Regions from separate parts of the Sus scrofa genome. Here region 2 is linked to region 1. The links are chromatin contacts, called in public Hi-C maps. All regions are on one chromosome and are shown on one strand. Each heading gives the region's core, a stretch centred on a gene start, on an enhancer-like site or on the middle of the called end of the contact. The rest is flanking DNA. Distances are from core to core; before and after follow the strand shown.

Region 1 (7,275 bases), core at 2,849-5,348:
CTCAGTCATACACACACACTTTTTTTTTTTTTTTTTTTTTTTTGTCTTTTGTTGTTGCTATTTCTTGGGCCGCTCCTGCGGCATATGGAGGTTCCCAGGCTAGGGGTTGAATCGGAGCTGTAGCCACCGGCCTACGCCAGAGCCACAGCAACGCGGGATCCGAGCCGCGTCTGCAACCTACACCACAGCTCACGGCAACGCCGGATCCTTAACCCACTGAGCAAGGGCAGGGACCGAACCCGCAACCTCATGGTTCCTAGTCGGATTCGTTAACCACTGCGCCACGACGGGAACTCCACAAGTCTGTTCTTTATGTCTGTGAGCCTGTTTCTGTTTTGTAGATGGGTTCATTTGTGCCATATTTTAGATTCCAGCTGTAATTGATCTCATGTGGTATTTGTCCTTCTTTTTCTGGCTTACTTCTCTTGGTATGATAATCTCTAGTTGCATCCATGTTCCGTATTACTGTGAATGGCATTTTGTTCTTTTATGGCTGAGTAGTATTCCATTGTATATATGTACCACATCTTAATCCATTCATCTGTTGATAGCCGTTTAGGTTGTTTCCATGTCTTGGCTATTGTGACTCGTGCTGCAGTGAACACAAGGGTGTATGTATGTATCTTTCTGAATTACAGTTTTTTCTGGATATATGCCCAGGAGTGGGATTGCTGAATCATATATTAGTTCTATATTTAGTTTTCTGAGGTACCTCCATACTGTTTTCCATAGTGATTGTACCAATTTACGTTCCCATGTGTTTTATTTTTTTAAAGTCTGGAGCACAATTTTCCAAAATGTTAAATGGTTATAAGTAGGTAGAGGAACTATGGAAGGTTTTTCTCTCATAGTTTTTCTTAGCTGTACTTTTTAAAAAAACCTTCTAATAAGGGTGTATTATATTTATAAAGGGAAAAAATAGTAAAAGTTGTACCCAAGGCAAGAAAAAACACTTCAAGGACACCAATAAAAAAGAAGGAGCAAAATTTGGCAGTAGCCTAACTGATGGTATCTATCTATCTATCTGTCTACCTATCATGTACTTATCTATCTACCCACCAATCTATCTGTTAAATATATGTATGTATATAAATATAAATATGTGTATATCTATATCTGAAGAAATAATTAGAATGACAAGCAGGAAAAGGAAATCAGAGAAGGAATTAGCAGTGTTCACCCAAGAGAGCCCTATCTGCTCCTGATGATGGTGCTGGCAGCCCCAGGCCAACACTCCTAGATAACATACCAGTTACTTACCTTGCTCCAATCCATGCTCATGCAGCAACTTTCTGATTTCAATTGTTTTTTTAAAAAAATAGATTTTAAAGAAAAAAGAATAAGTTGATGGGGGATATGCATTTGGTTTGCTCTGAAGCCATCTTTCTCATTGTAAATTTAACAAACTGGAATGGTGGATGCTGCATTACTCTCTTGGGAGTTTGGTTAATGTAAATACCTTGCTAAGGACTGAATCATTATAAGAATTTTGAAAATCAAATTAGGTTTCTGAGCTTGGATAGCTGAGGACCAGACGATGGAACCTGGTAATTTCATCAAGGTAATTATAAGTTTCAAGATCTTATGACAGCCAACCAACTGGACTTCCCTAAAATGCAACTCTATAATTCAGTGTGTGACCTTTAGCATGAAATAATACAAGACACACGTGTCTTGGAGACATTGCCTTAAGATATTTCCACAATTCGAACAATGATCCAGCTATGATCCAGCCTATCATCTCAGCCTGGAGTTTTAGATAAGTTGAGGACCAGAGAAAGTAAGTCAGTTATCTGAGATTGTAGTTGATATGAGCTCAAACTTGAAATTATAATTGGTGCCTCCTATTCCAGCATATGAAACTGTTTTCCATAACTTTTATGAATTAATATCACATCTGTAAAATGCACACATTCATGACTATATCTTCCTTTCCTGCTTTAAAAGGCATTTATTGAGTAACTGGTATGTTCAAAGCACTCTGCTAGGTTAAGATTTTCTTCCAGGCTGCTCCATATGTTTTATAATATGAGTAAATGTTTAACCCTGAGAGTAGGGCAGAGGAAAATACAACTATTTACTTCGAACCTAGTACCTGTTCCAGAATGATCTAGATACAGTCCATCTTCATTTATTATTTACTAAAACCTTAGGATACGTACCATATAAGTTTTCTAATGATACCTACCCTAAATGTCAAATCATATCCAAGATTATCAGTAAATGAAAATCACCTTCACTAAAAAGCATTTGTTAATCATATAATTCTACATACCACTGAAATGCCATTATAAATGAATAATCTGAGTAATGGGTAATAAATACTCACCCGGAATGGAGACTAGAGTCAATGACAATTCCGCTTTAGGATGAATCAATAGTTAATACTCCCGACAAAAGTTCTTGTCTCTCTTTCTACACAATAAGCATCCATCTCTCCCACCAAAACCAAAAAATAAACAAAACGACAACTCACAAAAAGACCACATATTGGAGTTCCTGTTGTGGCTCAGTGGTAACGAACCCAACTAATATCCATGAGGATGCGGGTTTGACCCCTGGCCTCTCTCATTGGGGGTTAAGTATCCGGCATTGCCATGAACTATAGTGTAGGTTGCAGACACAGCTCAGATCCCGAATTACTGTGGCCGTGGTGTAGGCCTGCAGCTGCAGCTCTGATTCCACGCCTAGCCTGGGAACTTCCATATGCTGTGGGTGCTGCCCTAAAATAAAAGAAGAAAAAAAAAAGACCACATATTGTAGCATTCCATTTGTATGACCTGTCCAAAATAGGCAAACCTACAGAAGCAGGTATAGATTTGTGGTTGCCTAGGATTGTGGATGAGGGGAGTGCTGGAAGAAAAGAGGAGTGGCTGCCATTGGGTATGGGTTTTGGAGGGAAGGATGATAAAATGTTCTACAATTGATTGTGGCAGTGGTTGCAAAACTCTGTAGATATACTAAAACATAGAGTTGTACACTTTAAATAAGTGCGTTATATGATAGGTGAATTACATCTCAATACAGCTGTAATTTTTTTTGAAAGTTCTGAATTTCTACTGTCCAATTACACAGTCCCTTCAGATCAGCCCTATGAGACACCTTCTTGATAGCACAGGAGGGTTTTACCATTGAGTAATAACTTCAAAAAATATAGGTAACATAAAAATGAATTACAGCATAGAAAATAGGCACTTATAAAAACTATAGTGAGTGATAGATAAATACCCTGACTTGGAATAACTCACTTACGCCATCACTGATCTAGTTCTTTATGAAACAATAGCAGCGAAAATCCTGGCCTCCTCCAGGATCCTGTTGTCTGTCCTCCACCAGCTCAACGACTCTGTACTTCGTCCACAAACAAAGCACATTGTTGCCTACCAAGTCCTATTTGTGTATTGCTAATCTTACCTTTTTGGCTCTGCAGTATCTCACCCCTTTATATGTATAAAGAGTACTTGGAAGTACTCTTTCCTCTTCCACATGGTTTTACAAATTTTCTTTTTTCTTTTTTTTGCTTTTTAGGGCCACACCTGTGACATATGGAGGTTCCGAGGGCAAGGGTCCAATCAGAGCTACAGCTGCCGGCCTACGCTCCTGCCATAGCAACATCAGATCCCAGCCAAATCTGCGACCTGCGCCACAGCTCACAGCAATGCCGGATCCTTAACCCACTGAGCAAGGCCAGGGATCGAACCTGCAACCAGTTTCAGATTTGTTTCTGCTGCACCACAACAGGAACTCCTACAAATTTTCTTTACTCCAACCCTTGAGAAAAAATAGCACCTATACACCCCAGAGAGGCCCAGTTCAAATAAGGTGCAAAGGGATAGTTCAGATGAATACCTTGGGTGAGGATGGGTACAAGAGTCTTTTTATTGCTATCTTAGTCATTATACTCCTGGAAGCACCTCTTTATTAAGCAATATTAAATCTTTCCATTGTCTGGACATTCCCTTAAGAAATCTCTTGCTTTACCTCCTAAGGTGAGATCCAGGGGCGGGGGGCTTACCTAGCACACACTGCAGTGGATCTCCACAGGCAGAGGAGGGTTCCACCGGGGCTCCTGGCCCTTCACCTCACTTGTTGAGTGCAGGGAAAGCTGCCGTGGCTGTCCCTTCCTGGGCTTGCCCATCCTGCTAATTTTAGGCTGCTTCCTCATGTGGCTGCCTTGGGTATCAGAGCATGTGGCTCCCCTCGGAGGAGCTATTTTCTCCTGTGAGTCTCATTTGTTTGTTTACAACTCTTCTCCCTTCTTCTTCCCATCCCCACTTCTGTGTGGTTAAGCTATTTCTTAGCAATAAGTAACATATCTTTCAGAATAACACTTCCTCTAATCTGAATTGATGCCTAAATTCAAGGGACTAAGGAAAACATTTTATATTCAATTTTAGTTGTACTTTCCAGATGTCAGATTTCCAAGTTAGGTTTATCTAACAAATATTCACTAGGTTTCTACTGTAGTAAGGTGTTAGATCATAGGGATACAGTGATGAACAAAGCACATGTATCTTTCACTGATGTAATTTTTATAACAGACCATCAACTTCTGTGTTCTGTGCTCTTTGTTAAGACATAGGAATAAATAAAAGTCAATAAAGCAGAGACCCTGTCTTCAAGTACCTCACAAGATATGTCAATATACATAGAGATTCAAAGAGGCAGGGATTATAAATTCCTGAGGCTTAGTTTTTATATAATGAATGGATTCACTCATTCAGTTAATCAGTAAAAATGGACTAGTGATTATTCTATGAACATGGTACTCTGCTAGGCATCAGAAGGAACAAAGAAAATACAAATCCTTCCCTTAGAAAGATTGTTTCCCAAGCAAGGAACAATTGCTCAAATGACAAATATTAATGTATGCTTATTTTATATATGTTTACAGTCTTTTTCCACTGAGAGCTTCTTAATTGTCTTTTTCCCTTAGAGACATTGTTTTGAACAACAATAAATAACATTTTCTATTTCTCATACATTATTATTCAAAGATAAAAATTTTGCCAACTGGAGCTACTGACTAATGTGAAACAATTTGTATTTTTTCATTCTTGGAGATACAAGGGTGAAAAGATCCAAGTTCCTGATCTTGAGCTAACAGTCTAGTGAGGGAGAAGACAAGCAATTGATTATATTGTAATAAGGCAATCTCTATAGCAGAGGATGGCAGCAGAGAGGAGGGTGGCTCCCAACATCAGAGACAGCAAGTCTTCATAAAGAAAGTATGTCCTGAGCTGAGTCTTGAAAAATTAGAACTTCACAAGACTGAGGGAACAACATGTAAATGTAGGAAAGGTGTGAGAGAGCAATTTCCTAGCTCATAAAATAAAGATGGGTGTGATTTGGAGAAGGTGGCAGGGAGAGGAGGATAAAGACTTGACTATGTAGGGTGCTGGATGCCTGATAATAACCTCAGATAAGATTTTAAGATGATCTGATCAAATCTGCATTATAAAAAGATTACCCCAGTGGTTGTGTGGATGAACCAAAGAGCCAAGACACAGGCTGTGGCAGATGTTCAGGCTGGGTTGATGATAGTTGGAACTGAGACCGTGGTAGGAGGACTGAAGGTTTAAGTAATTATAGCCACAGAGCAAAGAAATTATGTCTTTATATGTGTTATAGACATAATCAAACAAGTTGCTTATTATCTTAAAGGTTATAAATAAACATGTGCGGTAAACAAAATGCATATGCCAAGTAACATCTCAAGGCTCTCCTTTATATATTCCCCTGAGCTGTTCTCTAGAAGCCAGAGAGGTTTAACAGAACAGAAAAGCTGTTCTCTGGAGCCAGAGAGGTTGAAGAACCCAGAGAAGCTGCTCTAGGCAATCAAAGCATAGATGTTGAGTATCAGTATAAGAAGACACACCTGAATATTGTCAACTTAATTAGATTTTTCAAGGTGATGGAGTTGTCAATGTATGTGGTAATCATTTCATAACAGATATGTGTTATCAAATCATGACAGTTTTATATCTTAAACTTACACGATTTATATATGTCAATTACATCTCGATGCTGGAAAACAAGATTTTTATTCTACTTGAACAGAATAAGACTGAGAATATCCATTATTATATGTATGGATAATTGGCCCTGTAAGTTCATAGTCTGGGCATGTCTTCCACATGAACATAACTAAGCTCCCCAACACTTGGAAAAAGGTCCTTAGCACCTTGTTGAGTGAAAATAGTTTACAAAGCTCCAAGATCCATTGGGTAAACTTACATTGATTTCTATGTCTGTACAACATACTTGGAGTATGGAAAACTATCAGAATGATGGTAAATAATTGTTACCAGTTTATATCTCCTGGGATGGTAATTCTGTTATTTTCTTCTTAATATTTTACTGAAATGCTTAAGTTAATTATTAACAATAATCATTAATATTTTAAAACAAAATATATTTTATTTTTTCAATGAGAATTTCCCATACTAAAAAAATTTAAATTTAAACAGAAGAGTTTTTTTATTACTCAATGAATTTATTACATTTAGAGTTGTGCAATGATCATCACAATCCAATTTTATAAGATTTCCATCCCACAACCCCAGCGCATTCCCCCCACCCCCTGAACTGTCTCTTTTGGAAACCATAAGTTTTTCAAAGTCTGTGAGTCAGTATCTGATCTGCAAAGTAGTTCATTCTGTCTTTTTTTCAGATTCCACGTCAGCGAAAGCATTTGATGTTAGTGTCTCATTGTCTGACTGACTTCACTTAGCATGATAATTTCTAGGTCCATCCATGTTGCTAAAATTGCCATTATTTCGTTCCTTTTAATGGCTGAGTAATATTCCATTGTGTATATGTACCACATCTTCTTGATCCCCTCCTCTGTCAATGGACATTTAGGTTATTGCCATGTCTTGGCTATGGAAAATAGTGCTGCAGTGAACACTGGAGTACATGTGTCTTTGTGAGTCATGGTTTTCTCTGGATAGATGCCCAAGAATGGGACTGCTGGATCAAATGGTAGTTCTATGTTTAGATTTCTGAGGAATCTCCATACTGTTTTCCACAGTGGTTGCACCAATTTACAATCCCACCAACAGTGTACTAGGGTTCCTTTTTCTCCACACCCTCTCCAGCAGTTATTGTTTGTAGACTTTTTGATGATGGCCATTCTGGCTGGTGTAAAGTGGTACCTCCTAGTGGTTTTGATTTGCATTTCTCTAATCATGAGTGATGTTGAACATCTTTTCATGTGTTTTTTGACCATCTGTATGTCTTCTTTGGAGAATTGTCCCAAGCAGAAGAGTTTTA
Region 2 (6,396 bases), core at 1,537-4,036, 55 kb before region 1:
AGTTTGGGAGCCTGTTCAAAACCTTAATGGCAGGAGTTCCCGTCGTGGCGCAGTGGTTAACGAATCCGACTAGGATCCATGAGGTTGCGGGTTCGATCCCTGCCCTTGCTCAGTGGGTTGACAATTGCCGTGAGCTGTGGTGTAGGTTGCAGACGCGGCTTGGATCCCGCGTTGCTGTGGCCCTGGCCTAGGCTGGTAGCTACAGCTCCAATTCGACCCCTAGCCTGGGAACCTCCATATGCCGCGGGAGTGGCCCAAAGAAAGAGCAAAAAAGACAAAAAAAAAAAAAACCCTTAATGACAGAAGATATCTCCCTGGGATTCATACATAATGAAATTTCATTCCTTTTGAGGCAAACAAATTAGAAAACCAAAGCAACCCCCCCCAAAAAAAAGTGGTAGCAGAGGGATTGAATAAATAAAATACAGGGATGCATATTAAAAAATGGATGTAAGCAGAATGAGGTCAATCTATACATTCTCTCTCTTTTTTTTTTTTTTTTTTTTTTTTTTTTTAGGGCCAAACCTGTGGCATGTGGAAGTTCCCAGGCTAGGGGTTGAATAGGAGCTTCAGCTGCTGACCTACACCACAGCCACAGCAACACCGGATCCTTAACCCACTGAGCTGAGCCAGGGACCAAACCCAAGTCCTTAAGTATACCAGTTGGGTTCACTTCTGCTGAGCCACAACAGGAACACTAATGTATATATTCTGACATGGCCTGTGGTTCAGATATGTGAACCAGTTCTCAATCTGCAGAGGTTATACCAAAGTCCTGCTTGCAAAGGGACTTCTTTGAGAGAGTATATTACTCACAGTTGAGACCAACATTAGTTGGTTGTAATTATTCACTTGTCTTTGAAGCCCAAGGCCTGTCTGTGTTCTGTTTGAGAGTTCAGCCAATATACCTGAGATACTATGCTTATAGAATATGCCTGCTAAGTGTCTGCAATGTGAGATGGAAGCTCATTCCAGCATGACACATCAATACTCAGTGAAGGAGTTGCCCCGAGTCATCTTAACGAGCCACTTAGAAGAGATTGTTGAAAGTCATAGTTTGAAGGATGATGGTTGTTTTGTCGAAAACTGTGCTTTTCTACCAAAGTCTCACGAGAAGAAATTGGCTCACACGACTGCACGTCAGGTCCAAACCAGTTACACCATCTGAACATGGTGTAGATAGGGCCATGTTCAACACACAGCAGCAGGTCTTAGGCTGTTACCAAGAGAACATTGTATACAGACTCGATCCTATTCTTCTTGACTTTCTTGAAGATGAATAAGGCATGAAACCATCCCTAACTAGCAAAGATTAAATTAGCCTTAATTAGGAATTATAGATCTGAACTCAAAGTCACTGTAACAAAAAAGTCTACACCCTCCTGAGGTAAATAGTATCCAATGATTAAATCTGTCGTGTGGTTCATCACCATGCTGATCATCTGGGAAGACCTTCTCTGTAGGGGGACACGGAACCTTGAGAAGAAGTTTTCCACAGGCATTTGATATTGGATTTCTTTCTCTATTCCTCCTAAAGACATGCTAAAATCACAAAGCGATGAAAGCAATAATTCCTTCTTAGCTGAAATGGAAGTTATTTACCACAGAATAAGTATTACTATGTGCCTGCTCTGTGCCAGATGTTATAAATGTGAGCTAAAAGGACACAGTTCCGCTTAGTGGATCTATATCTGGAAGTATAATGCAGGGACATCCTTGGGAAAAGGCATCTCCCCCATTGATTAAAAGAGGGCAGCTACAAGGTTCATATTGTCATTTTATTTTTTAAATCCAGTTGCTGTTTTTGCACCTTGTAAGATGCTGGAAGTGAAGGTGTATATGCTTTAGGCTGGATCAGAGCAGTTTTTTTTACTGATAAGTCTTTGAAGACCTTTTTTGCTCCTACATTGTTACAAGTGCCCAGGGTAGAGCTGTGTCAGAGAAGTCTCTGGAATTGTCAAGTTGGGGAGGGGGGCCCATGTAGTCTTCAGAAACTTAGATCTGACCACTGGCCCAGTTATTTCAGGGTTTCCTGTCTCTGCTATTATATAATGAAGTGCTGTTCTTCAAATTTTCACTTCCCCTGCCCCCTTGCACTCTTCAAATTACTGCTGAAGCAGTTGGAGCCAAGGCTGCTGCAGCCTTGAAAGCCTGCCAGAGCAGCTGCTGTTGGAGTGGGAGCAGTGATCAGAGTAAGATTCTAATTGATCATATACTTCCCTGCACACTCAAGAAGTGTGAGCACGCTCCCCCCCCCCAAAGAAACAGAATGAAAGTGTTTTTGATACTGTACAGAAGATGGAGGATAGTCTATCTCCATAAAATATTTTAGAACATAATTATCACTTACAGGTAGAGCAGTGAACTAGCATATGTGGCCCCAGGCTTCTCTCAAACTCTACCACTGTTTTGCTGTGCAACCATCCTTTTTAAAAGAGGGTAATACCAGTACTTCCCCATCATCAGAACAGGAGTTAAATAAAAGTCTGCTCTCTAATCATTGCTTTAAAAAAATGGCCTCTTGCCATGACTGGCAAAGAAATGCTTTGTTGGGCAGTATAGAAAGTGAGTCATAGGGACTGGAATGCCAGAAGTCCCTAAAGAAGTAAATAGAGCAGGAATAACCCGAACAGACATATGCCAGTGATCAGTTATCATGGCTCATGCCACGTGATTACCATCATCAGTGGCTCTGACTCAGAAATTTTCTAATGACACTGGCAGTGACTATGACCTCAATTCTGCCCTTACCCATGGAAACTAACGCAAGCACATCGTTGCTGATAAGTCCCTCTGGAATCTGAGCCACAGCCTATCCTAGGGCCTTACGTCTGAACAGCCCTGATCCCATTTATGGAGGCAAAAGCATACTTCCCGAGGGCTGAGAAAGCCTCACCAGAGTGTGAGTCTCTGTACTTGGTACTGTTTTCCCACCATGGATCAAATGTTTTTGGAGATTTATCTAACAAACAGCAGAGACTGATGACAAATTCATTTCCCCATTTTTATTTATCAAAGACATATATGTATCTGCAATTCAGAGCATCTAATGAGAGGGAGGTAAGCAATCACTATACAAAAGCAGCTAAACTTTGAGCTCCCGTCATGGCTCAGCAGTTAACAATCTGACTTGCATCCATGAGGATGCAGGTTCCATCCCTGGCCATGCTCAGTGGGTTAAGGATCCGGCTTTGCTGTGAGCTGTGATGCAGGTCACAGAAGTGGCTTGGATCCTGTGTGTCTGTGGTGTAGGCTGGTAGCTACAGCTCTGATTCAGCCCCAGCCTGGGAACCTCCATATGTTGTGGATGCGGCCCTAAAAAGCAAATGAAGAAACAAAACAAAAAAAGAAGCAGCTAAACTTGTTGCTAACCAGTCCATGAAAATTACATGTGAAGAATGAGTGTTAAAATCCTACTAGAATAATAAAAATGGCTTTGGACTTCTTGTAACGTTTATGGACTCCTATCTAGATATTAGAGATAGCTTTCAAGATGCTCGGGAGAGACAGAAACATAAACAGCTTTATTATTGTGTTAAATATTGTACCAGAGATAGGTACCAGGTGATACAGATGCAGCAAAGACAGAGCACCCAAAAGATCTGTAAGTGTGGAGGGAGATTAAGGGCACCTGTCTGGTGTCTGGCTGGGCAGATGGTGGTGGGGAGAAGAGAGGAGGAACTCCAGTTTGGGACTGGGTATAAATCATTCTGCAGTTTAATTGCCTTTGAAGAGTCACAAAAAGTGTGACAAATGGGCATAATAAATTAAAGTGTCGAGATTAATTGGCATTTAAAGCTTTGATTTAAGGCTAGTTGACTTAGCAGTGAACTAAGAAAGGTAGCACTATCAGCTATTTCGTGCGCGCTCTTGCTCTCTCTCTCTCTCTCTCACACACACACACACACACACACACACACACACGCATGCATGCATGCACGCACGCGCGCGGTCCACTTATAACTCTTCATCGAAGTCTGGTATTCACCAAGCCAGAACATGTTGCTTTCCTACCTCAAATCTTTGAAAGTAGCAAAATTTAAATTCAGAAAGCAGATTACAAGAAACAAACCTTAAAAACTGAGGGATCTTGTTTCTCATGAAAATACATGCCCACCTGATATGGTTATGGATAAACACGTCTCACGCTCAGACTCTGCTTGATTTTGGAAAGCCATCTTGGATGAGCTGATACGGTGGAATTTTCCTAAAATTGATGTTTTGGTGGAAGTTGTGAACTTAGTTCTTCCTTTAGGATTGGTACTCATTGCCGTTAGTACTTTTTGCCATTTTGCTCTAAAACCATGATTTCTTAGCCCTAGGACTAGTTGGCAATTTGGGCTGGATAATTCTTTGTTTGGGGAGGCTGGCATCTTATTATTACAGGATGTTTAACATTCTCTCTTGGTGCCATCCCCCAGTTGTGAAAATCAAAAATGTCTCCAGACATTGCCAAGTGTCCCTTGAAGGGCAAAATGAATCCTGAGTAAGAACCATTGCTCTAAACTAAAGTGTACTTCTGAGAGGATAAAATCTCCTAGGGCTTAATTTTGGTGTTCGTCAAAACAATAATTATAAATCCAGGCATAGACTCAATCCATGTGGTTTTCATAATACCAAAACAAACCCAATGCGACTCAGTTTTTCACCTTTGAATTTATTGTCTTGGGCAACATATAAACGAAGTCTATGTTGTATAAGGGAAAGAAGAGTAGAATTGAGAGAACGTATTTCTAGTCCTGCTTCTGCCACTAGCTAGTTCTGTGACATTGGATGTATTGTCTGAACCTCCCTTGGTTTTTTCATTTGTAAATGAAAGTGCCTGAGTAAAATTTCCAGTTCTGCATGCAAAGATTATGAGACTCAGAATTTGATGCCATTGCAATAGTTGATACCATGGATTAGAAAAAGAAAGCTCTTTGTCCTAGAGTGAGGCTTTATTTTAAGCTAAGACCATGTAATGCTATCTCCTTGAGCACCAAAGACATCCAGAGAAACCTTTGGAATAGTAAGTGCTGAGAAACATACCACCTGACTCCTAGGTGCAGCTCCTGTGTTATCAGCAATAGGAAGGCCATTGAGATCAATAGAATGAGTGGCGGTGACATTTCCCTTATTACACAAACTGTTATTAGAAATCTACAACTTGAAATGACATGGTAACAGTTGCCACAAAACCCCAAACCCTGTACTGTATTTATACAAGATCAAAATTCTGAGATAAAGTCATTGAATTTGGGATCCTACAACTTTGTTTGGGTATTGTGATGTGTTTAAAACCATGGCAGAAAGAAGTAATGTTTCGATTACCTTTGTAAACACAGGAGCTGCAATGATAGGTTTTCCGTCCAATCCTTGCAGATAGTTGGTAGGGCTCTGACACTGTTAGGAGGGAACCAACAATAGATTCATTGTCATTAGGATTATCAGACAGGGGGCTAGATAGAACACATCTACAGAATTTGGCATAAGAAACTAATCCAAAACCAAAGACTGACATTTTCTATCTATGAATCACAGATTTCAAATTTGATGCTGAACTGATTGTATTTCTTTCTGGGTCATGGTGGCTGTAAATATCCTTCACCCATCCCCACCCCCTCACATATAAAGCTATGTAATGAACACTAACCCCCTGAAGAGGTTCCATAGGACTTCTGAGGCTCCACATATCACGGGGAGAAAACTACTAGGTTAGAACTAAAATGCGACCATTCTGCATTACTAAATGGGCCAGATAAGAACTATGTTAATTTTTTTTAAATATGGTAGAGCTTTCTTTTTTATGTCAATATTTGTATTCAAATATATCACTAGCACATTACAAATATATTTATGTTAATAGAATTTCATATTTTGAAAGTATATGTGTGATATACATTTTTATGTATGCATAGAAAATACCTGCAACTATCTTCTAGGTACCTCTGAAGAGTGGGGGAAGAGGAGTAGAACCTTGACTAAGGTTTTTATTTAGTCTGCATTTTAAAAAATGTTTTTACAAGAAGCATGTACTCCTATCATTATCATCAACTTGAAGGATGGGAGCTTTTAATATTTTCTAAAAATTAGTTTCATAGTCACTCTATCTTAGAAAGTAGTAAATTTTTATAGCTCCATGAAACTGAGTTTAATGATGCAGTATGTCCTGGGCCAACGTGAGAGCTGGCTTTAGATATGCAATCAGTGCTCTTCCAAAAGCTGGAATGTCAGAGACTCATCTGTAGAGTTTCTTTTCCTATGAAATTTGCCTATGAATTTAGAGATTATGTTCCCAAAGCCAGGGGAACCACTGATATCATATATCAGAAGTGCAAAGTGATTGTCATGATGGTAGGAGTGTGCTGCCCAAGGTCATTATGAAGTTGCAACAGAGGAGAACACGATCGTGCCATA

The links. A called contact is a pair of places that touch in the nucleus more often than the background predicts.
Region 2: a contact with region 1 is called in a Hi-C map of embryonic fibroblasts, with 4 times the contacts expected there. The contact joins the enhancer-like site here to the promoter of MYPN in region 1. A contact is called at or near these places in 1 of 5 promoter capture datasets (fetal skeletal muscle), 10 of 47 Hi-C or Micro-C datasets (adipocytes, brain, embryonic fibroblasts and 3 more) and 1 of 2 datasets of contacts at active chromatin or transcription factors (skeletal muscle).

Annotation. Positions count from the first base shown.
Region 1 is chr14:71,280,094-71,287,368 of Sscrofa11.1, reverse strand. MYPN (myopalladin) reads right to left here and starts at 4,098. Exons shown (of 19, transcript XM_021072494.1): 1 at 4,016-4,098.
Region 2 is chr14:71,334,876-71,341,271 of Sscrofa11.1, reverse strand. MYPN (myopalladin) reads right to left here. Exons shown (of 19, transcript XM_021072494.1): 5 at 5,311-5,382. Among named protein-coding and RNA genes, the nearest start is that of MYPN, 55 kb to the right of the region's middle. Within about 2 kb of position 2,786, at least 26 of the 83 cell types and tissues checked have an H3K27ac peak or open chromatin away from gene starts, as enhancers often do. A contact at or near this core is called in embryonic fibroblasts, fetal skeletal muscle and skeletal muscle, where this site is marked.